Linked DNA regions of Mus musculus: region 1 is linked to region 2. Evidence: chromatin contacts called from public promoter capture Hi-C data. All regions are on one chromosome and are shown on one strand. Each heading gives the region's core, a stretch centred on a gene start, on an enhancer-like site or on the middle of the called end of the contact. The rest is flanking DNA. Distances are from core to core; before and after follow the strand shown. Region 1 has its middle 77 kb from the start of Grem2. Region 2 has its middle 10 kb from the start of Apcs.

Evidence for each region. Promoter capture Hi-C pulls out the DNA fragments that hold promoters and counts their contacts.
Region 1: a promoter capture Hi-C map of liver shows a contact between it and region 2, with 2.3 times the contacts expected there. The contact joins two enhancer-like sites. A contact is called at or near these places in 3 of 39 promoter capture datasets (hippocampal neurons, liver and pre-B cells).

Annotation. Positions count from the first base shown.
Region 1 is chr1:174,995,420-175,002,566 of GRCm38.p6, forward strand. No RefSeq gene overlaps it. Among named protein-coding and RNA genes, the nearest start is that of Grem2, 77 kb to the left of the region's middle. Within about 2 kb of position 4,317, at least 8 of the 459 cell types and tissues checked have an H3K27ac peak or open chromatin away from gene starts, as enhancers often do. A contact at or near this core is called in liver, where this site is marked.
Region 2 is chr1:172,901,514-172,909,007 of GRCm38.p6, forward strand. No RefSeq gene overlaps it. Among named protein-coding and RNA genes, the nearest start is that of Apcs, 10 kb to the left of the region's middle. Within about 2 kb of position 1,983, at least 10 of the 459 cell types and tissues checked have an H3K27ac peak or open chromatin away from gene starts, as enhancers often do. A contact at or near this core is called in liver, where this site is marked.

The DNA.
Region 1 (7,147 bases), core at 3,067-5,566, 2.1 Mb after region 2:
GCAGTAAAGATACTCTCTGCATGTGTTGGTATGAAACAAATCCAGAAGGTCTAGGTGCTGAAGGTGGTGAAAACACTCAGAACTCAGACCACACACCTTTCTCTTAGGAAATATAATACATTAAATTTCTCTCCACTTCACGTCTAATATTGTCTTCATCTGGCACAAAGAGAAAAGACTGGGCAATAGATATGTCGGCTGGCAGTCAGTTTAGGCATGGGACTGGGACACCCTTTTTTTGCTTTCTTGCCAAACCACATGGAGTTTATATGTGCTTTGCAAGCCTTATAGGATAGCTGCTGTCCAGATCTACCCTCTAACTGCTAATTAGCCTTCGGCTTCTGTTTTTACTCTAAAACATCAAGAACTTGGAAAAAAGACTTTGGGTCTTGGTTTTCTATACTCCAAGAACCATATTCTCTCTTCACTTTCTCTTCAATTAGCTCTTCTGGATATACGTGCAGATCTATAAATGGTAAACACTCAGACTTAGGTTCCTATTTCCTGTTACAACATCACCAAGAGTGGGAGAGGGGATAGCTGGACTGTTTTGGAAGCCTTTTGACCTGACCTTGTTTATTTGGCAACTTAAGAAAACTCAGACCAAGCAGAGTGAAGAACTGAATGAAGAGAGCATTTTATAGAACTCCTCTCTGCTGATCATTTAAGACTTCAACAGATCAAAAGGAACTCTACTAACAAACATTATGAGGGTTCAAGTAATTTCTATTCTAAGGCTCACGCAGCTGATGCCAGCACAATCTTATTGATTCTTTGGTTGTCTAAGGCCAGGATCCACTGCTGTCTTCAATATGAATAACTTCTAGCAGAACAACAGGAAAGTGACACCGAGCAGTATGTGGGTTACAAACCAAGTGGTTCTGCAGGCTCTTGATAATTTGCCATGAAATTCTTATTTAGCAAATCCTGGAAGCAGGCTTGAGGTGCAGCCTGCATTTTGTATTTGCCAAAGAAAGAAAGGTTTGGTATCTCTGCCTCTTCTTCCCAGATTTTCCATCTGGGATATGAATCCCATGCTTTCCTCTGACTGGTTGTTGTAAGTCATTCTGCCTTTTCAATTCAGACTTCCATCTTAACACTGGGACTCACGGGCTGAAGAAATGCTCTTAAACATGTTTTCTTCTTGTACCTCTGGAACATGACCAGACCATTAGGCCATTCCTGGTGCAAAATATGATTGAGAAACAATCATTTGAGAGGGAGGGAGATACTGTGTCATTCCATGCCGGGCAACTGTCTTAAAATCCATAACAGTGACACAGTCATGTAATACTTTTCTGAGATCTTAATGGTTTGAAAAAATGCTACCTGTTAGTAAAAAACATAATAAAAATGTTAATATGCTTAATTGTCAATTCACAGTGAAAGAAATTTAGCATGTACTCCTTCTTGGTATGTCATACTCTCCACTTAGCTATTTTATTTCCTTGTATTTTTCTTGGAGGCAGGCTGGAGGGCATCAATCCACCACTAATATTTCCTTAGGACGGAGCTGACCTTCTCTCGCTAATAGCCTTGCTTCTCTTTACCTGTCCAGTAATTTACAAAATGGATTCAAAGGCAGAAACTAAAGAAATTAAAAAAATAAAAGAAAAAAGAAAGAAAGAGAGAGAGAGAGAGAGAGAGAGAGAGAGAGAGAGAGAGAGAATCAAGGACTCAGAAATCACTGGGTGCAGGAGTTACTAGTTTGTTATCCATGCAAAATGAGCATCAGTGACATTTCACAAGCCAAGCCAATGGCAGAGCCATGCACAAATGCACGCACACACCATTACAATTCTTGTGGATGAAGATAGTAGGTTTTTTGTGGATTCTCAGAGCAACGCTACACTCCTACAGATAAAGAAGCTCTCAAGTTGCAGTTGCTTTTTCTTCAAACATGTGCAGCTTCTGTGATTTACTACATAATATATGTACTATCCAAAATATAATAACATATGAATATACTAATACTCTATAATATATTATACATAATTACGATTATATATTATGCAATAATATATAATATAGATAGTTGTGTTGCAGTTTTAGGTTTTTGCTTTGTATCTACTCTCTAAATTGTTCAAAGAAAAGAGATTGTGTTGTTCTACATTTTGTGCATTTTTATTTTATTCTGGTTAGAGCCTGGGTGACCTTGGGAAAACCAGGGCTCTATGTCTGGCTTCTCACCTCTTTCCTCTGGCCGGCAGGACAGTGTCAGCCGTCAAGTGGTATGTGATTCTCCCTTTTACCCAATTCTTATCTGTTTCTAGAAAGCCTTGAAATTATTCCATTTTTTCCCTTCACTCGAAAATGTACACAGCATCCCAATCCAGAGGAATTTGTACAAATCATGTGTTCTTTGGGGGATTTTGAGCTGGTACACTCTGGGAAGCCTGTCTTGCTCTGCTTTGTATCATCCTGTTCTCATATACAATAGTAAATTCGTGCTTATTTTAAAGGCTATCTGCCTTTGCAACCCACTTCTATAAGAGAAGCAAAATGGCCTTTAATAGGAAGAGAACATTAAATGCATAGAGAATTTGTTCTCCATCTCTGGGGGAACTTTTAGGATAGCTGTGTTTCAAGACTAGTGAGATGATTCAGTTAACAGAGTGTTTTTGCCATGCAACATGAAGACCTTAGCCCAGCTCAGCACCCAAATAAAGTCACAGACACAGTGACACTCATCAGCAACCCCAGTGGTGAGGTGGCCCCCGGGGTGTGGTGGTGTAAGAAATAGATCATGAAGTCTGCTGCCTAGTTATTCAGTGAAGTCAGTGAGCTGCAAAAAGATAAAAAAGAAAGGTAAATATCATGAGACCCTCCAAGTAGCCTGTAGCTTGACAGTCTTCCTGAAGTAGATACACCATTGAGCTGAATAAAGCAGGCAAGGGCCTTTCCTGGGGAGTTATTTCTCAATAGTTGGACTTCAGGACAATGGACTGAGATAAAATTCAAAGTTCGCAAGTTGGATTTTTTTCAAAGTGTTTTTAAAGTATTTTGAAAGGCTTCTAAGAAACATCTCTTAGAGATTTGAATTTTTCTCTCATTTTGCTAATAGATTCACATTTTCACTATTTCATAATTTTTTTATTAGGATAAATAGGAATCACTTACCTAATCAGTTACTATCTGTTGCTAAGAAACCAGAGATTTAGCCAAATGGTTCATCCCAGAAATGATGCAGGGGAGGAAAATGTTCTTATCCAACTTCTACTAAAATGTGGATATCCACATTTTGCTTCACTTTGCAAAGGTATTTGGGAGTGGTTTCTTTTTTCTTTCAGGACTCTGTTTTAACATTCTGTACTCTATTTCAACACTTTGTATGAACCAGTTTTAGAAAGTCCATCGGCTGAGTTTTGTACTGTGATTGCACTGTTTGTGCGATGCGATCACCTGAGACAGTCAGGGTCAATTGAATAGGAAAGCCTGAACTTCCAGTTAGTGAGCCAGGCAGGAAGGTGTGGTAGCTCCAAATGCATCCACGTACTGAAGGTATTTTTAAATATTTTGAATTCAAAGACTTGGTGCTAAAACCTGTAATCCTAGTTTCCTGCAGGGTCTGTCTTTTGTAGAAATTTTAAGTTTGGAGAACCTCACTGAAACAGGATGCCAGGCTGAGGTACGCCTTGATAGTTATGAAAAATAAACTGGACTGTCTAAATCGAGAAAAAAACCAAAACCTTACCTTTCAGATTTTAGCACAGAGGAGAAAAGATTCAAGTTATTCAATGACCCAAAAGATAGGAGAAACCAACCCATGCCACAGGCACTGTTCTTACTGTCACTTGAACTACAGAGCTAATCAGATCCCCCAAATCCCAACATCACCAACAGTGCTCATGGCTTACCAACTTCAACACAGATAAATGGCCCCATTAACGTCAGGGCAGTTGTGTTTGTCCAGGGAATAGACGTCTGTATTTTAAATTGCATTATCCAGATTATCCAAGGGATAAGAAATGTTTACTTTCACAGATTCCAGGCTTCTGAGCTGAGTTAAACAGGACAAGTTTAAAGGCAGGGGCTCAGAGAAGTACAGGGCATGTTGACAGCTCTGCTGTGGTCTGCAGAGGCTGAGTTAGGAGAATCCAAGCTTATCTCTGCGCTCCTGGGCTGAAAGCTGGGGGCTCTCAGGCCTTCCTGCTACCTGTGTCCTCTGCGTGGCTGCTGGTGTAAGATGGACAGGTAGAGGGAGTAGAAATGGCCTATGAAGAATTTGGCTTTGGATGAGTGTTCTCAGAATGTATATCCAAGGAATGCTCAATAGCCCCTGAAGGCTGAGAAGTGAACAAGGCAGCAGGGCAGGCAGCAAGTGTGGCCTTCTTCCACTACTGTTCAGACTCAGGTAGGGCTCAGCCTTCAGGAACAAACCTGTGTTCTTGTCCAGCCTCTAATTGCTGATTTTATGTGCTAGTTAGAGATTAAATGCTTCTTTCTTTCTAGTTGGAGGAAAGGCAGAGACAGAAGAAGAAAAAGAGAACACAGAAATCTGACAAGTTACCTCCCCTTTCAACCTTCCTTCAGCCGGGCTGAACAGGACTTGGACATGATAAGCTCAGAGCATGTGGCAGCTGCTTGCTGCCATCTGCTGTATTCTTTGTTGCTAGCAAGCAGAGGACCCTGGCTCCCCAAAGAGAAAGCAGAGGGGGAAATGGAGGTGTCAGAGAGGCTGTGTTAGGTGCCACAGTTTTCTGGCACATAGGAAATCTCCAGATATTGCATTTGTAGATTTCGACCACCTAGTCACCATTGTGAACGGACCGATGTCATGGTTGTGGGACATAATAATATATTTTTTCCTCCTCACTGTGATTGTCTTTCATCTCATTTGAGAGAGAGAGACAGAGAGAGAGAGAGAGAGAGAGAGAGAGAGAGAGAGAGAGAGAGATACATGGAGACTATTAGTTTTAAACAACTTAAGTTGCTTGAATGTCTAACACAAATGCTCTGTCATATAGTATAAACCATAACTGTTGATTGAGATTCTGGAAGGACAAGAAAGGATATATATCTAAAGATAACGAAGACATCCTGAAAACAGGATCACTATATTCTCCCTCCCTTCTAATGACCCAATTCCTCCATTTTCAGTCTTTCTCTGACTTCTTCAGTGTACATATTCCTGTTGGATGGATTCACTTTAAAAAGTCCATTATAATGTGGTACTTCTAGTACCAACCTTCAAACAAAATGAGTGAGGTTCACTTGGGGCTCATCTAGTTCTTGGTTTAGCAGTTGGCATGTCCCAGATCCAGGTATTAAAACATGATCTGCTTCTGGCCTTTGAAGAATGTAGCTCAGCCCTGATCTTTTATGGCCCATTGCTTCTTTGTCCTCTGCCTGCTGACTTTTGAAGTTCGAAGGAAAGACTTGACTTTACTTCCCCTGGTTATTGGCCATAGAAATGGATCAAGGCTGAACATGAATTCACCTCATTGACAACACAGGTCATGTTTTATCTTCCATTCACTTGCCCTTGCTAATAGTGCTAGCTTTACTAGTGGCTTACACAGTAAGTCTTTCATTTTGCCCTCCTGCCTGGTGGGTTTCTCTAGAGACTACAGGATAGGTTGAAGAGTGAAACTATGTTCAGTGACATTTGAAATAGAGATTTATAGAATTTTACCTGTTGGGTACAAATCTTCTGGCCACATATTCAGGATCTAGTAATAAATTCATTAAAGACATATTGTCTTTTGCTGTTGATCTAGTGATGGCAGCATTCTGCTCCTCAGCCTACATGGGCTGCCATGACATACTTTTCACTTTATATTGCTACCATAAATCTAATTTAAAAGCTTCATTTACTATCTTACCAATATCAAAAAAATGAAGGACAAAATACCAGTAACTTCATGAAAAGTATGACTTTGTGAAATCTAATAATACCAAGAAGTGGATGAGAATATATGATATAATTATAATTATAAATGCCTGGGTTACCCAATCTACTAATAAGGAGGCATGCCCATAAGCACAGTTCAGCATGTCTGAATGTCCTCAATAAGAAACTTTAGAACTCCTTTTCAAAGTGTGTATTGGGTCACATTTTATTCTGAAAATGCTAAGACGTTCAAGGAGGAATGGTTGGGATAGGATGGTAAGGTCAAAGCACCAATGCTGTCTTAATTTGTGAGAACACTGCCATCTGCCTGTTTAATGAGGTCCTCATTCTTGTGTGTTCTTAGTGTTTGCTACATTGGTTTTCATTGTGGATCCAGAGATATTGAGTATTTCTGTTATAGATCTTTCACACATTTAGACTTATGTGAGAGAGAAAGAGGGAGGGGTTATTGTTATAAATTTCTAGGTCTTTTTGCCTTATACTTAGCAAATATTTGATAAGAGTTCAATAAATAACTAATTGCCAGGCTTGTGATCTCAAACAAAATGGACAGAAAAGGCTTAAACATTGTGAATAGTGAGAAAGGATAGGCAAGAGTTATGCTAAGAACTGGGGTAGATAGCCTAGGTTGACTGGTAGGATCTATGTCCCTTCATCCTTTGTCTTAGAATCACCGAATCCTTGGGCAAAAAAAATAGTCTATAAAAAAATGTCTCCTTTTGCTGAAAAAGGAAGGAAGTGATCAAATGATCCATTATTTCCCAAATGCTAAATATTACTGTTTCATGATTACTCTCTATGAAGATTGAAACACAAATACAACATAAGTAAACGCTATATGTTTATAGTGACTTTTAAGTTCTTGCCTTGATTTCTTGTTTCTGTACATGTATAGTGTGATTGCTAATGAACACTAAGTCAGAATATTTAATTAAAATAGCAGCATTTATTACTATACCATTTGATGCCACCTATGAAGAAATAAAGTCATAATAGTATAACAATAATAGCAAATAATAATAAAAGAAGAGGAAGAGAAGGAAGAGGAGGAAGAAGAGAAAGAAGAAGGAGGAGGAGGAGAAAGAAGAGAAGAAGGAGAAGGAGAAGGAGAAGGAGAAGAAGGAGAAGGAAGGAGAAGGAAACTTCCTTTTATTGGTACTTTGCATCTTACCATGAGCCAGGTAGCTGTCTAAGTATTATGCATGTATTTATTTACTCCCCCTAACAAATACTCTGGCATACATGTATGAGAAAACTGGGGCACAACGGTTGGCCAGGATCACAACCTAGTAA
Region 2 (7,494 bases), core at 733-3,232:
CAGGCTTTATTTATAAAAGAAAACCCCTGCTGAGTTAGCTTGCTTCTACTCTGGAGTTCAGTGAGACATTCAGACAATGTTGTCTCACTCGGATCTCACTTTCACATTCAAAATTCAACTGAAATCTTCTCCAGACATCATAGGGTCTAACCTTCCTATTTCCTTTTGTACATCCCTACATTTATTTTTGAGATGATCATTTTTATAGTTTTTTAAGTATAAAATTTAGTTTTTACTATTATAAAGAAACTTTTTTCTGCTATTTCTAATATTTTTTAAAATTGGCTATTTATTGGAAGTCACTTGTCACAACAATCTCCTTGCCACTCATGATCTCTCATGACACAAACATTTGGGAGAAGGAAATTGCAAGAAAGAAAAATTTAAAAAGGACTCAGTTTAACCCTACATGTTGAATATGTTGAAAAGAAACTTTACTGTTTGTTAATAGGAATTATTTCTCTGTCTTTAGTGCTATATGTCTCTGTCTCATTACAGATATTTAGGAAGCAGGGCTAGATTTCTCACATAAGCATCTTCTAGAAGAAGATGCAGCTGGAGCTATTATGTATCATATTTATCATTCTGTTTTCCCTTGTGCCATCCTTCCTTCATGACTAAAAGTTCACATCTGAGGACCTTTCCTACCTTACAGACCCATTTCTTTATTATTATTATTAATTTAATTTTTTACATTTCAAATGTTGTCCTCTTTCCTGATCTCCCCTCTGCAAATTCCCCACTTCCTCCCTCTCCCTTTTGCTTCTAAAAGGGTGTTCTTCACCACCCATTGACTCCTGCTTCACCCCTCTAGCATCCTCCTTTGCTGGGGCAAAAAGCCTCCACAGGACCAAGGACCTCCCTTCCCATTGATGCCGGATAAGGCAGTCCTCTGCTACATATGTAGTGGGAACCATGGAATGACTCATGTATGCTCTTTGGTTGGTGGTTGAGTCCCTGGGAATTCTGAGGGGTCCGGTTAGTTGATATTATGTTTTTATATGGGGTTGCAATCCCCTTCAGCTCCTTCAGTCTTTCCCCTAACTCTTCTATTGGGGTCCCCAGTCTTAGCCCAATGCTTGGCTGTTCTTCATCTGTTTCAGTCAGATGCTGCCAGAGCCTCTCAGAGGACAGCTATACTAGGCTCCTTTTTGCAAGCACTTCTTGGCATCAGCAATAGTGTTGGGGTTTGGTGTCTGTAGATGGGATGGATCCTAAGGTGGGGTGGTTACAGATCCCTTTCATTGCCATTTCCAACCCATTAAAATACAGAGCAAGAGCCTCACTGAAGTTGCACGGTTCACTTTTTCTGGTATTCCTAGCACCGGTGACTGCCATCCTCTCTATCCTTACTAGAATGTGATGCTATCACTGTAGATTACACAAACCACTGAGCACTAAACACAGTGGCTAGTTCAGCATTCTGCAGTGCTCTTTAGCCTCACAGGTGAGAGCTCTTCACAACTTTCTTGTCCTTTGTCATTTTGAACCACAATTCACTGCTGTGTGATTGCCTAGATATTCTTGAGATATGGACCTTGGAAATAAGACTAGTGTGTGGCACTTTTCTTGAGTATTGATCATAACAGTTGTCTACATCATATCTATGCTCCATTAAGTCTTCTGTGCTATACTGACCTACTCCTGTGTCATTCTACCATGAATCGCTCCTGTATTATTATTACTCTTGAAGGAAATAGTGTCTATTAATCACAGTAAGTGCATGGGCTTCATTTCTATTTCCTGTATCAATGCTCATTGCCATCATAGTGTCGAGTATTTCATCATTTGTGTTTATGCCTCCATTTTTGCATAGTTCTTGTCTTGAATAGCTGTCATTATGGCCTAGATTTAGCCCAAATAGATAAGTTAAATATAAAAGGGGCCTTTTACCCAATGCTCAGCACTCAGCTCTAGATCCTTATTGTTTACTGACTTAGATACACAGAAGCAAAGAGTACAACATACACAGTTGTGGACAGAAGGATTTCTTAATAGATTGACTCATTTCATCAGGGGACTTCTAGTCTGGGGCAAGGTTTTTCCTGCATTACTCCAGACTAAAGGTCCCCTGATGAAATGAGTCAATCTATTAAGAAATCCTTCTGTCCACAACTGTGTATATGGTATCTTTTGCATTTCACATCTCACAAGTGGACAAAATAGAGAGCTTTGTTGTAAATTAGCTGAAGCACTTAGGCTGTTCTTCTACTTGAGCTCCCCAAAGAAGGCAGAAGCTAAGATTACAACTCTGCTGCTCATTACCACCACACAACAGCTCTCAAGTAGTACTTTGATGACGTATTCTTACGGGTGAGCATTGTGATTGAAAGTCCTCCTGACTCTCACTTCTCCTGGCCTTTCAGCATTTGACTTTTATCTTTGAATGGTACCTAGCAGTGATGATGGCAGGAATAACTTCAGTTAAGTAATCCAAGGGACAACTTGAGACTCTCAGTTCCATCATTTGACCCTTGATGGGTATTTCAAAATGTGTGATTTTACCATTTGATGGTTGGAAAATAAAGACTTTCAGCAAAGAAATGCTCTTGCTTCCATGGATTATCCTGGCTGACCATGCAGATAGTGTGTATTGTCAGAGGCAACAGATCTCTTTTAAACCACATTATCCTTATAGTCTCCATGCTACTACAATGAAGATGAGTACTTCTCAGGAAATGGCACCTGTGTCCTGGGTGTCCTCTTCTTCCCTCTTGAAATCTTTTGAGAATGATTATATTCCATGGAGGCTGCATGGTAACTGGGTCAGTAGTGGCTAGTTGTGTGCAAATATCTTTGAGCACTCCATTGTAAATGTCAACTATAATTTTTAATGACTCAAACCTGCCAAAAGTCCTTGTGTCTTCTTTGAGTGGATATGTTGGCACAGGGTGGGACAGAGAGGCCGATGGTTTATTTTTAATCATGTTTCCTTTTTGGCCAAATATTTTTGAGAAAGTCCCTCTATGTCTTTATCTTTTCTTCTTGAGTAGGTCATTATGCAAGTGATTAAGACAAATTTGGGACATTGTAACCATGGGTTGTTCTACCTGAGTCCCAATTTCTTAATAACAACTTGGAGACTTATTGATGTGAATGCTTATGGCTCTAAGCTAGGCTTGTTACCCTATGAGCTTATAACTTATTTAACCTGTTTGTCCTATTCTGTGTCTGCCACATGACTGGTTACCAATCCACATTTTCATATGTCTAACTTATTCAGAGAGTGGGGTAAATCTTCTCATGTCTGACCCTATCCCAGAGTGCCCTCTCTCTCTAGTAGAACTCCCACCTTCTACTCCCTGCCTTTTACTAGGCCATAAGGTTTTTTATTGACATGGAATGCTTCCACACAGTACATAAGATAGTATCCCTCTGGGGTATGTCCACTGTGAGATAGAGCTAGAAAATATATTGTGGTAGTCACTTGTATAGTTTGGGGATATTTGGATTATTTTAACTTCCTGTCAACTCTTTTCAGTTTTGTCTTATGTGTTTTCACAGTCACTAAAGCAGGTGGAAGACACACTTTTTGGCCACCCATGTTTTTATTTCCTCCCAATAGGCTGTTGAAAGTTAAAGATTATAGGATCAGAAACATCTCCTTCTAGAGACTCCTGTCTCTCTTACTCATCAGAGTAGCCATGAGAATAGGAGATGTCAATGTTTCAGTGAGGATCAATTCCTAATGTACTTTTAGAGGTAATTCTTAGCATTAGGATAGTGGTGGATTTTGAAACTCATTTTAGTGGTTTTGAGAATTTTTTGAAACTGAACAAAAAAATATTGCAATCGTGGGCATCATGTCTCCAATCTCAGAATCAGAGTTTCAATAAAATCTCTGATTTAACAAAGGTGAATATATATTGCTCTGTAATAAGGTTTTTCTAAAACAGTTTTGCCAAAAAAATTACAGTAAGAAGTGAATTTCATATTTCAATGATGTATGTAGTCAGGTACATCGACACATATAAATATATTTTAACCAAAGTAATAAAAGAATACAAAAGAAATTTTTGGGTTGGCTGAGAAATGGTAGTCTATAAGGCCAGATATGAGTTACTAGAGCAGAACGTGATGGAAAATATATTTGAAGTGGTTTGTCTCTACAAATGATGATATTGGTAGAATTCTCGTCCTCTTTATCCTCCACTTTCTCCTCCTCCTTTTCTCTTTTTTATCCTCTTTTGTTTCCTATTTTTCTTCCCTCTTCTCCTCTTTGATAGTGGCTGCCACCACTATCATCATCATTATCATTATCATCATCATCGTCATCATCATCGTCATCATCATCATCGCCATCACTACCACCACCACCATCAGCAGCACCATCTCCAACCGTCCAATGTCTGGGATCCACTCACGATCTTCTGGGCTCCTCCAAGGGCTTGGGTCACTTCTCCAGCCAGGCCCTTTGTAGCACACGCGTCATCCTCTAGGCTCCAGATGCCTGTACTCCACTGCTGCTGCTGCTCTTGGTGGTCATCTCATGGTACTGGCATCTCCAAAACACTGCATGACCCCTTCAGTCCTGGGCCTTCAATTGCAACTGAGGCTGCACCGTCACCAATGGCCTTCCATGGCCTCTCACAGTGCCGAGCCTCAGCTGCTTTGCGTGACCCCTTCATGCCTTCAAAACCAGTACCACCTGGATGACCCTTACATATTACCAAGTCCTGCTGCAGCAGGAGTACAACCTTGGCCATCTCTGGAACACGGCCTCTTTGTGCTTTCAGAAAACACTTCCCAGAAGATGTCACCTCAATGATTACAATCACCATCATCATCACTATTATCTTCATCTTCAACACCATCATCAGAAGTAGCAGAAATTACTTTCTCCTCTTCTATTATTTACTTCATGTGGGAGAGACTGGTCACCCTATCTCTTCTTTCAGATTATCAGTACTTTGAGTCTTTGATATTTCATCTTTATGGAATTATTTCTATTTGAAAGATATATCTTTAAAAGGAATATTTACTGTGTATTTACTCAAGATATAAGTTGCTGAGTATTTATGTCTCACTCAGTATTAAATTATGATTTTGGTATGAAGTGTCACTATAAATGACTCATGTGTTGAAGGCTTGGTGTCCTGCTGATGACACTATTGAAAGGTAAGGGCAGCATGAGGGGATTAATTTTATCAACGGATGCCACTATTGCAATCTTATTGAAATAGACTATTAGGAGGTAAGTGTCCTAGGAAGTTAGATTGGTCATTTCTGTAATTCATATTGGTTTACAGATTAATATGGCTGACGATTATTTTTCTTCTCATGTATCCTGCATCACAACTTTTAGCGCCATGAAAGCTAGCCAGTATGGGTGAAGCTTAATTTGCTACCAGCCTGATTTCTCTGTGTTCTATGAATCAAGTTTGTGGTATCTTTAGCTGTGGATGCTTACCATCACAATTTGGAGGGTGACCAAGAGCAGCAGCAGTGTTGGGAGTACATGGAACCCCACTGAAAAACAACTCAAAAAAAGACAACCTATTCCTGAATCTGGGCTCTTTATTTAATATCATGTCATATCCAGGTGAAACATGTCTCCTTCCACCTCCCCTATTATATGGCAATTCCATCTAAACCTAGTCCTATATTATACTTCCCTTCTCTATGTCTTTCCATCCTCAAGCTCACAGAATCTTTCCGATTCAGTTATTTGTATTTGAGTTCTGTGTAGGGTGAGAAATACAGCCCTAGCTCTATTCTTCTATAAATAGCTGCCAAGTTTGACATTATGGATAGTGTGATTTTCAATAGCATTTTTATCATTCAGGATTATTTTAGCTATCCTGGGTCTTCCAGGTTTCCATATGAAATTTAAGATTAATTTTCCAATATCTGTGAAGAATTAGCCCAGGAGTGTTATGGAAGATTGCACTGAATTTGTAGCCTCCTTTTGGATCATAACTATATCTACAATGTTAATCCTAGCAATCCAGCACATGGGTGGGGTGCTCTTTCCACCTTCCAGCATCTTATTCATTCTTTAGTGTCTTAAAGTTGTTGCACAACTCACTTTCTTGGTAGGATTTATTCTTAGATATTTTAATTTTTAAAGATATTGTGAATGGTATTGTTTCTCTGATTTCTTTCTCACTATGTATGTATATAAGTAGATTGTTTTCTGTTTAACCATTCACCAGTAGTCTTAACTGGAGCACAAGGGCAGAGGTAGGAAAACCTCAAAGGGGTTCCTTGTGGGATGTATCCCACTCATGTTCACTTGTCAACCAGTGTCATTGTGCAGGTCTTGTTTATGCAACAATAATGTTGAATTTTCATGAGAGTAGCTTCCCTATCATATACAGAAGCCATTGACTCATAGAAGATGTCCTGGCCTTCTGATGTTTATAGTCTTTCTGCCGTCTCCCCAATGACTTTTCTTGTGTGTTAACGTGGTATTTAAATTGTTTTCTGAATATGTTTATCATTGTTAGGAGTTCCCTTGCAGTCTCAGGGTCTTTTGTGTATAGAATTAGTTCATCTACAAATAAGAGCACTTTGATTTCTTTTCATATTTATGTTAACTTTATCTCATTCACTTGACTTATTGCTTTAGCTAAGTCTTCAAGCACTAAATAAGAATGCAGAGTATGGATAAACTTGTTTTGTTCTTGATTTTAGTGGAAATTATTATTTCTCTTTCTTTCACCATTTAGTATGATATTCACTGTACATTTTCTTTATTTTGCTGAAATATGTTGAAGTAAATATATCTGCTCGATTCTCTAGATTCTAGGATTATTATCATGAAGAGTTGTTGGATTTTGTTGATAATCTTTTCTGCATCTAATAAGATGATGGTGTGGCTCCTATCCTTCAATGTGCCTATGTGGTGGATTACATTTATTGATTTACATATGTTAACTATCCTCGTATCTTTAGTATGAAGTCAACTTTCTATCTGTTCTTTGTGAATTTAGTATCATACACCTCAATCCCACTCATTTGCCCCTCCACTTGTAACTATCTTCCACCCTTGCAAGCTCCCCTCACCTGCAACAAAGAAAAAAAATATTGTGGAAGCTGTAGTGTGCCACAGTGTGTTCCACAGTATATCGTTAGTCCACATGCTTTTGCTTGCAAATGTTCATTGCAATGACTTGTTGGTCTGTTATATGGCCTTTGGCTTCTGCTTCTTTATCAATATTGTAACTTCACTACAACTCCTCTTGGATATCCCAATGTTGCCCTGTGTCATGAACATCCTGTAGTTTTGGATCTGAAGGCCCTTTCATGCACCTCAGCATTTCATTGATGGGGTAAATATTGGGGTGGGTCAATTCAAAGTCCTGGATCTGGGCCTGAGAGGTTACTAAGCTGGTCAGACCACTGGCTCTTCCACACTTGTGCATCTGGGGCCAGTTCACCTTAACCCCTGTGTCCATGGGCAGCTCTATTGTAATTCCCCAGCAATGAACAGAGCCTGATCTCCTGACTGCTGCAGCAGGTGAGGGGCAGAGACAGTTCTGCTTTCCCAGC